Linked DNA regions of Zea mays: region 1 is linked to region 2. A link is a contact called in public Hi-C data. All regions are on one chromosome and are shown on one strand. The core of a region is the stretch at or near the end of the contact, and the rest is flanking DNA. Distances in the headings are between cores, read along the strand shown.

Evidence for each region. Hi-C and Micro-C count contacts between places; a contact is called where the count stands out from the background.
Region 1: a Hi-C map of ear shows a contact between it and region 2, with 2.2 times the contacts expected there. The contact joins the promoter of LOC103631172 here to the promoter of LOC100502278 in region 2. A contact is called at or near these places in 3 of 25 Hi-C or Micro-C datasets (ear, leaf and tassel).

The regions. Positions count from the first base shown.
Region 1 is chr6:91,244,994-91,249,499 of Zm-B73-REFERENCE-NAM-5.0, reverse strand. LOC103631172 (splicing factor 3B subunit 2) reads left to right here and starts at 2,575. Exons shown (of 16, transcript XM_023300415.2): 1 at 2,575-2,935; 2 at 3,032-3,177. The coding sequence starts at 2,714.
Region 2 is chr6:90,696,121-90,700,090 of Zm-B73-REFERENCE-NAM-5.0, reverse strand. LOC100502278 (Ribonucleoside-diphosphate reductase) reads left to right here and starts at 1,250. Exons shown (of 17, transcript NM_001363257.1): 1 at 1,250-1,580; 2 at 1,687-1,748; 3 at 1,857-1,944; 4 at 2,144-2,407; 5 at 2,485-2,725; 6 at 2,799-2,875; 7 at 3,315-3,485; 8 at 3,571-3,663; 9 at 3,766-3,915. The coding sequence starts at 1,353.

The DNA.
Region 1 (4,506 bases), core at 1,326-3,825, 550 kb before region 2:
TGCTTTCTGGGTCTGAAGGATGGATCAACATTGAGCGAGTGTTGTTGATAAATCCGAAGGTGCATTGAAATTTTGCCGAGTGCGACAATCTGTCTTCCTCCGAAGCCGCAAAGGGGATGTGTGGCATCAAGAATTTTATCTTCGGGCTCTTGCATCTGTCTGAAGGCCTTAGCAAATATGATATCAGCTGCATTGCCTGTATCAACCAAAACATTGTGGACCAGAAATCCTTTGATAACACAAGAGATAACCATAGCATCGTTGTGTGGGTAATCCTTGAGTTGAAGATCCTCTTGGGAGAAGGTAATAGGAATGTGAGACCATCTTGACTTGATGAAGGGTCCTTGCACCCTGACGTGCTGTACCCTTCTCTGTGCCTCCTTCTTCTACTTCTTGTTGGCTGGCTCTGAGCATGAACCGCCTGTTATCGGGAGTACAAGCTTCGGAGCCGAAGCAGCTCCAGCTTGAATGTTGAACAAAGCCATCAGCTCAAAAAAGTGGAAGTGAGTTCACCGGAGGTGGGCGCCAATGTTGGGGACTTGTTCTCAAATGCTATGAATTAAGGACAAGGCAACATAAAATGTTAAATATTAATGTCCTTCGTCCGCTGAAACATTATTTCCCTAAGGATTTAATGAACTTCGGACGAAGGTTATAAAGACACAATTACGAGGGTTAAATTTTCGTAATTGAACTCTCAAAGATAATGTAAAATAACACGAGTCATAAAGCATTAAAGACAAGTAAATTAGAAGTAAACAACATCATTTACATATTATATAAACTTAAGATATTCAAATATAATGTTTAAGTACATTTATACCTTTGCCTTGGCAAGGAATAATTTCCGAGTGATGTGTTAGCAATTACAAGAATGCGTGAACAGTAAAGGAATACTGTTCACTATTTATAGGCACAGGACACAGCCTGTGAGCAATTACAATCATACCCCTCATAAAAGTTTACAACAACGACTCAAACTCTTATGGACTAAAAGGTCATTCTATCTTTAAGTCGGTTCATAGTTCCGAAGCTTCATGAACGGCACCCTTCGGCATCACGTACAGACAGCTTCAACCGAAGCTGTTTCTTCCCGCAGGACCTTCGACGACGAAGCATGGTCCCAACAAGTAGCGTGGCCAGGCTTCGCCATGTTACTCGGTTTTCTCCGTTAGTTATTTCCGCTGCATTAAAAACTATGGTTGCCATTTCTAAAACTCTGATAACGTAATCACTACTAATACTTTCTTAATTTATGGTATTATGCTTTATTATATTTCTCTGTGCCTCATCTTCGAGTGAGCTAGTGGTATTCGATCCTCGGTAAGTGGCTTTATCGGACTAGATCCGAGGGACTGACGAATTATTCCGATTTAAGTGTGTTGCTGCCTCCAAGGCGTGACTCGGGCACTTAAGCTGGAATAATTTGGGCGGTTCCGCCACAGACATTACTGCTGACCGTTGCAATTTCAGCTGTTGATGTGTAGGGGCTGACCATCTAGGCCAGGAGGGTGGACCGTCCGCGGGTGACAGAAAGTGGGCAACGACTAGCAAGTGGTTGGTGTCTACAAATACAACCCCAACCAGCTCCATTATATACATCCAAACATTCCAACTCCCACATTCATTGGAACGACCTAGAGTTCACTCCAAAGCCTCACACAGGCATCAAAGATCCTCCAAGTGCAACAACTGTGATTTGTGTTAATTAGTGATTAAGTGCCTTGTGAGAGATTCTAGCAAGTGTGTGGTAGTGTTTCATTTGTTGCTTGGTTTTCTTGATCGTGCTTTCTTCATTTCCTTCTAACTTTTAGTGACTTGTAAAACTAGCAAGAGACACCTAATTGTGTGGTGATCCTCGAGATTAAGGAGAAGCACTCAATCGGTTTAAGTGACCGTTTGAGAGAGGGAAAGAGTTGAAAGAGACCCGACCTACGTGGCCTCCTGAACAGGGAGGAGGTTCTTCTTATCGAAAAACAAATTGCCCGTGTCTTTGTGTTAATCTTGCATTGCGATTTGATTCTTCCTTTCCAATCTCTCTATTTCTAAGTTCTCTTGCTTATCATTTAGAGTTAGCTCACAAAAGTCATTCGCATTGATTGAGCAACTCGTGGTAAGAAAAACCATATTCCACACTTCGATTTCATTTATACTCGTTCTAATGCTAACCTTGGGTGAAGTTCATGTTTAAAGTTAATAATTTTTAGGTTTCACTTATTCACCCCCTCTAGGCGACTTTTAGGCAGCAAAAGCCGCTTCTGGCCAATAGAATCGACAAAGAAGTTGATCCAAACATGACCATAAACATCTTGCAGGCATGGAGCTAGGGATAACAATGGATATATACCCGTCAGGTAGTACCATTCCATATCCGTACCCATAACAAAAAAAACATACTCGTCGGGTTACCCATATCCGCTCGCGTGTATAGAATCATGCAGTTTCATATCAATTTTTATATCAAGTAAATTTTTTTCGGTAATTGGGTGTATATTGTCATCTATTAATCTATACCTGGAGCCTTTTTCTTTTCTCTCTTTGTAAAGAATATCGAGCCTTCTTCTCTTGAGAGTTGAGAACCTAGCTTTCAAGTGGGCCAAGATAAAGCCCAGTTTGTCCCACTGGGCTGGGTACGCACAGAACCTACCCAGGCGAACAGGATATCGAGCCTCTCCTCGTTTCGGCCCTCCTCGCTTGCGCGCCGCCGCCGACTATGGCCGCCGCCGGGGTGGAGCCTCGCCCCAACCCGCCTCCTACCATGGCTTCCGACCTCCCCAACGGAAGTAAAACCAAGTCGCGAGAGTCCGACCGGCGCCGCCGCCGCCGCAAGGTCAAGAAGAACAAGTCCGCCGCTGAGGCCGGTGCCCAGAACGAGGGCGGGGGAGCTTCTAGCTCCGACGCCAAGGAGAACGCAGATCCTAACCCCGAGCCCATGGTGAGCGAAGTTCATCGCCCGCCTGGAAGTTAGGCACGCACGGCACGGGCCCCAAAACCTAGGGTTCTGAACGTGCTGGATTTGGATTCGCTGCAGGTGGAGGTGGAGATAGAGTATGTACTGGAGAAGGCCGAGCTGGACGATCCTCTCCTCGATGACTTCAAGACCATCTTCGAAAAGTTCACCTTTAAGGGCATGCACAATGAGTGTCTTAAGTTGTGTCTTAAAGTGTGCCTAAGGAGGTGAATGTAAAAAATCTCAAGACATGTATCTTGACGAAGACACAGTGTCTTAGCTCTATATTCGAGACAGAAGACTATCTGATTGGTCACTTTAATTTATTGAATGTTCTGATTGGTACAATGAATATGGTAAGACACATGTTTTAGACATGACCACTGTATTATATTATGTTTTAGCTGTGTCTTATACTTGGAGTACCGTGCAGCTGTATCTAGGTTGTACATGCCCTAAGGACGCTGCCGCAGCAGCGACCGAGGTATTTGGATTAACGAAGCGTTTCTTCAACCCGTCGGTCGATGAGCGAGCCTAAAGCCCTGTTTGTCTACTTCTAGGATTATATAAGTCAGCTTATGGATTATATAAACACGTAATGATCAGCTTATGGATTATCATAATCTAGATATTAATAATATGTACCGTTTGTTTGTCTCTTAACTTATTTAAGACCGTGTTTGGTTTCATGTGGATTTTTGTGATTAAATAAATTTTATGAGATATGTTGTCCTCACCGGCGAGCCTCAAGAGCAGATGTGGTCAAGTATTTTTGGTGTCTTCCCATGAAAGAAACTTATAGCTGGGCGCTTGCCATGCCATACCTCAAATGGTGTCTTCCCATTGAGGCTGTGTTGGGGAGCTATTGAGGATGAACATTGCAGTGGTGACAGCCTCACCCCAGAACATCCCGGGCAGGCCCTTTGCTAGCAGCATATTGCGCTTCATCCCGACCACAGTCTGATTCCTCCGCTCCACGACATCGTTCTGTTGTGGCGAGTAGGGGGCTGTGAGTTGGCGCTGCACCCCTTCCTCAGTGCAGTAAGCTCCAAACTCCAATGATGTAAATTTGCCTCCACGATCTGTGTGCAGCAGCTTCAACTTCCTCCCCGACTCAACCTCTGCAGCCATCTTGAACCGCCGGATCACTGCTGATACTTGGTCCTTGCTTGCGAGAAGACAAAGCCACATGAAGCGGCTCATGTCATCTACCAGCAGCAGGAAGTAGCGGCTCCCGCTTAGTGTCGTCGGCGCGGCCGGCCCGCAGATATCCCCATGCACCAGGTCGAGGCCGTCACTCGCACGCCATCGCCCCTGCGATGGGAATGAATGTCGCCGCTGCTTTTCAGCCAGGCAGCCTTCACACACCTGATCGATGTGTTGATGTGTGGAAGTCCCCGCACCATGTCGCCGTTGGAGAGCTTCCGGAGCGCCTCGAAGCTTATGTGTCCGAAACGTCCGTGCCACAGCCACGCTGTGTCCATGCCCCGGGCGGTGAGGCACACCGGTCGTGCGTTGTCGAGTCGGATGTAGTACAGGCGGTTGGGGGAGCGTCG
Region 2 (3,970 bases), core at 1-2,500:
GGAATCGAGCGGATCCATGGTGAACTAGATGGAGCTATAGGTGTACATTTGGGCCGGGCCTGATGGGCCGGCCCGAAGCACGAAAAAAAAGCACGGCTCAGGCACGACACGAAATATTTTAGTGCCGTCCGGCACGGCCCGATATATCGGGCTGGGTTTGGGCCGAGGTCACGGCCCATGGGCGGGCACGAGCACGACCCGTTTAAGGCAGACACGAAATGGCCCATATAGAGGCACGAAAAGACCCATATATTTATTAAAATCACACTTCATTCCACACTTTCATTTACTTGATAAAGAACACAAAGCTATAGATAATGTTAGTTAAATATTTTTTGTAGCTTTGAATTAGAGTATGTGATGTAATTTTATTTTTTGTTATGAACATTAGATAATAAACTGAACTTACGAACTTTATTTAGAGCTGATTATACTCTTTTTCTTTCTAACAAAATGATTTGTAAACGAGGTAGTTATTGCATAGCTCTAGTAACTTAATACAAATATTAAGTTTGCTTTTGGTCAAATTTATTTGTCTTATCTTTTATTTGTTTTATTAAATTTGTTTTGAATTTCGGGCCCTGATGTGAATTTCGGGCCAAAAACTGAATTTCGGACCCTAATGTGAATTTCAGGCTTTTATAATTTCGGGCCGCCCGAAATAAGCCCGACACGTTTAAGCAATTACGGGCCGGGCCATAGGCCGAGGGCTAGGCCCATGGGCCGGCCCTGCACGGCCTGAAATTCAAACGAGTCGGACCGGCTTGAAATTCAAACAATACGGGCCTTTTCAGACTTGATTCGGACCGGGCCGGGCCGGGCGGCCCGAATATACACCTATAGATGGAGCAGCCACTCAAATAGAGGTGAAAAGAGTCAGATGCGCAAGAAGCGGTCAGCACACCGCCGTCCGAGCTCGCCTCCCCTTGCGAGGCCCTCTGAGCCTCCCGGCTCGTGGCAGATCGTGGGAGGCTGGGCTGTTTGCCTTTGGGCCTTATTGCCAAGCACGGTCAGCACCCTTTTATTTTTTTATGTCTATTTCTGCTGCCGTTTTTAGTTGGAAAATAAAGGAAAAATCCTCCAAATAGACAACAATCCAAACCCATACATTTTCTTCTCCAGCGCGCATAAAAAAAAACCTCCACCTCCAGCTCCGCTTCATTACTTACTCTTTGCCTCTTTCCGCGCCGCGAAGGCGTTTAAATCCGCCCCCAAACCCTACTGCCCCCCTCCCATCCCTGCCCCTCCCCCCGCCCCACCTCAATACAATCCTCTGCTCGCGTTCTCTCGTCCCGGCGGCGGCGTAGGCGCGCGCACCAGGTGTTCGACGGGAGTTTTCGCCACCGCGGAAGATGTACGTGGTCAAGCGGGACGGCCGCCAGGAGACAGTGCACTTCGACAAGATCACGGCGCGCCTCAAGAAGCTCAGCTACGGCCTTAGCCAGGACCACTGCGACCCGGTGCTCGTCGCGCAGAAGGTCTGCGCGGGGGTCTACAAGGGCGTCACCACCAGCCAGCTCGACGAGCTCGCCGCCGAGACCGCGGCGGCCATGACTGCGTCCCACCCCGACTACGCCTCGGTGAGGAACCCACCGTGAAATCCCCCCTTGGTTTCAACTCTCATGTCTGTCTTTGTTGTCCTGACGTGGGGTTGGTTTCCTCTCTTCTCTATCGTGATTCGTGAAGTTGGCGGCGAGGATTGCTGTGTCTAACCTGCACAAGAACACAAAGAAGTCCTTCTCGGAGACGTAAGTGGCAGCTCAATTTGGTTTAATTTCATTCATTCATATTGTCAGGGTGAAGGCTGGATTAGTTGGATTGGGTTGTGAGTTGGAATGTGGCCGTTGTGGATGCAGGATTAAGGACATGTACAGGCACTTTAACGAGAGGTCTGGGCTGATGGCCCCTCTGGTCGCTGAAGATGTTTATGAAATCATCATGAATGTGAGATTCTAGTTGCTCCTGGCACATTTCTGACAGAGCATCTGTGTAGATAATGCCGATGTGTTTCTGGCAGTTGAATTTACTGTTGCATTCCTTTTTTTATTAAGGTTGTTTATCTCATACAGTAAATCTGTTGTGCCCTTCACTCACCTTGATGTAAATTGGCCCTCATATCGCTCCAAATGCTGTTACATTTCAGAATGCTGCTCGCTTGGACAGTGAAATAATTTATGATAGGGATTTCGACTATGACTACTTTGGCTTCAAAACTCTGGAGAGGTCTTACCTCTTGAAGCTTGGTGGGAAGGTCGTTGAAAGGCCTCAGCACATGCTGATGAGGGTTTCAGTGGGAATACACAAGGAAGACATTGAGTCTGCCATTAGGACGTACCATCTGATGTCCCAGCGCTGGTTTACACATGCATCACCAACACTTTTCAACGCTGGCACACCGAGGCCCCAAGTACTGTCTTGCTTCCTGCCAGACGATGTCATTGTGGGTTGAAATTGTTTACTTACTGTTTCTTTTCTGTGATGCAGTTAAGCAGCTGTTTTCTTATATGCATGAAAGATGACAGCATTGAGGGAATCTATGAAACCCTGAAGGAGTGTGCTGTAATAAGCAAATCAGCTGGAGGAATTGGTGTCTCAGTTCATAATATTCGTGCTACTGGGAGTTACATACGAGGAACAAATGGAACATCAAATGGAATTGTGCCTATGTTACGAGTCTTTAATGATACTGCTCGTTATGTTGATCAGGGTGGTGGGAAAAGAAAGGGTATGCTTTTTTTCATTATTTCCACTTTTAGTAACATCGTCTTCAGAAATTCTTATGAGCTTCTAAAACTTAGGTGCATTTGCTGTATACTTGGAGCCTTGGCATGCTGATATTTTCGAGTTCCTTGATCTAAGAAAGAACCATGGGAAGGTAAAATCTCGACCATTAGTATTTAATTATTTCCATGTATGAAAAACAGAGTATCTTTGTCTTTTGAACTCCAACAATAATTTGGCTTTATATATGCTTACTGCTATCCTGATTCCTGCATAAAATTGATCCTTGTGCAGAGTGTCTTCCTTATATATGTATGTTCAAGTCTTAGCTTTTTATTCAAGCTAATGTCTTATAGAGACAGTTACTCGTCATAGTTTTTTTATTCAAGCTAATGTCTTAAAGATAGTTACTCTAGTTTTTTCTGCATGATATCTAAACTTCTTGATAGCTTAGCCTGCATGCTGCTATCATAGAATAAGTATATCATCATTTGCCTGCCATCTGTGTCTAACACAGCATCGTCTGCTCAACTTATGAGTGGTTAGCATCGAAAATTCTCAAAGACCTGCTATTCTGAACAATATTTTAACAGGAGGAAAATCGTGCAAGGGATCTTTTCTATGCGCTATGGGTTCCTGATCTATTCATGCAAAGAGTCCAGAGTAATGGAGAATGGTCATTGTTTTGCCCTAATGAAGCTCCAGGGTTGGCTGATTGCTGGGGTGAGGAGTTTGATAATTTGTACAAGAAATATGAGAGCCAAGTAAGCTGAAAAGTGAACACTGTATTTGTATGTACGCTTTATTGAAATGGGAATGTGCTTTACTAACCTTGCTTTCTGGATTCAGGGCAAGGCAAAGAAAGTTGTTCCTGCACAGACCCTCTGGTTTGACATTTTGAAGGCACAAATAGAGACTGGTACACCTTATATGCTTTACAAGGTACATTTAGTGGCTATCAAATAGGAGTACCTCCTATTTTTGTCTCTTTTGCCAAAAGTTTCCAGTTAAGGATTTCTTGTAATGGCTATTAACTGTATGCAGGATACTTGCAATAGGAAAAGTAACCAGCAGAATCTGGGCACAATTAAATCGTCAAACTTGTGCACTGAGATAATTGAGTTTACAAGCCCTACTGAAACTGCTGTCTGCAACCTAGCATCTATTGCTTTACCTCGTTTTGTTCGGGAAAAGGTATATCTTGTCAGTCCTAAAGCTCAAGTCAATCATGAAGGTTTTATTCTGATGC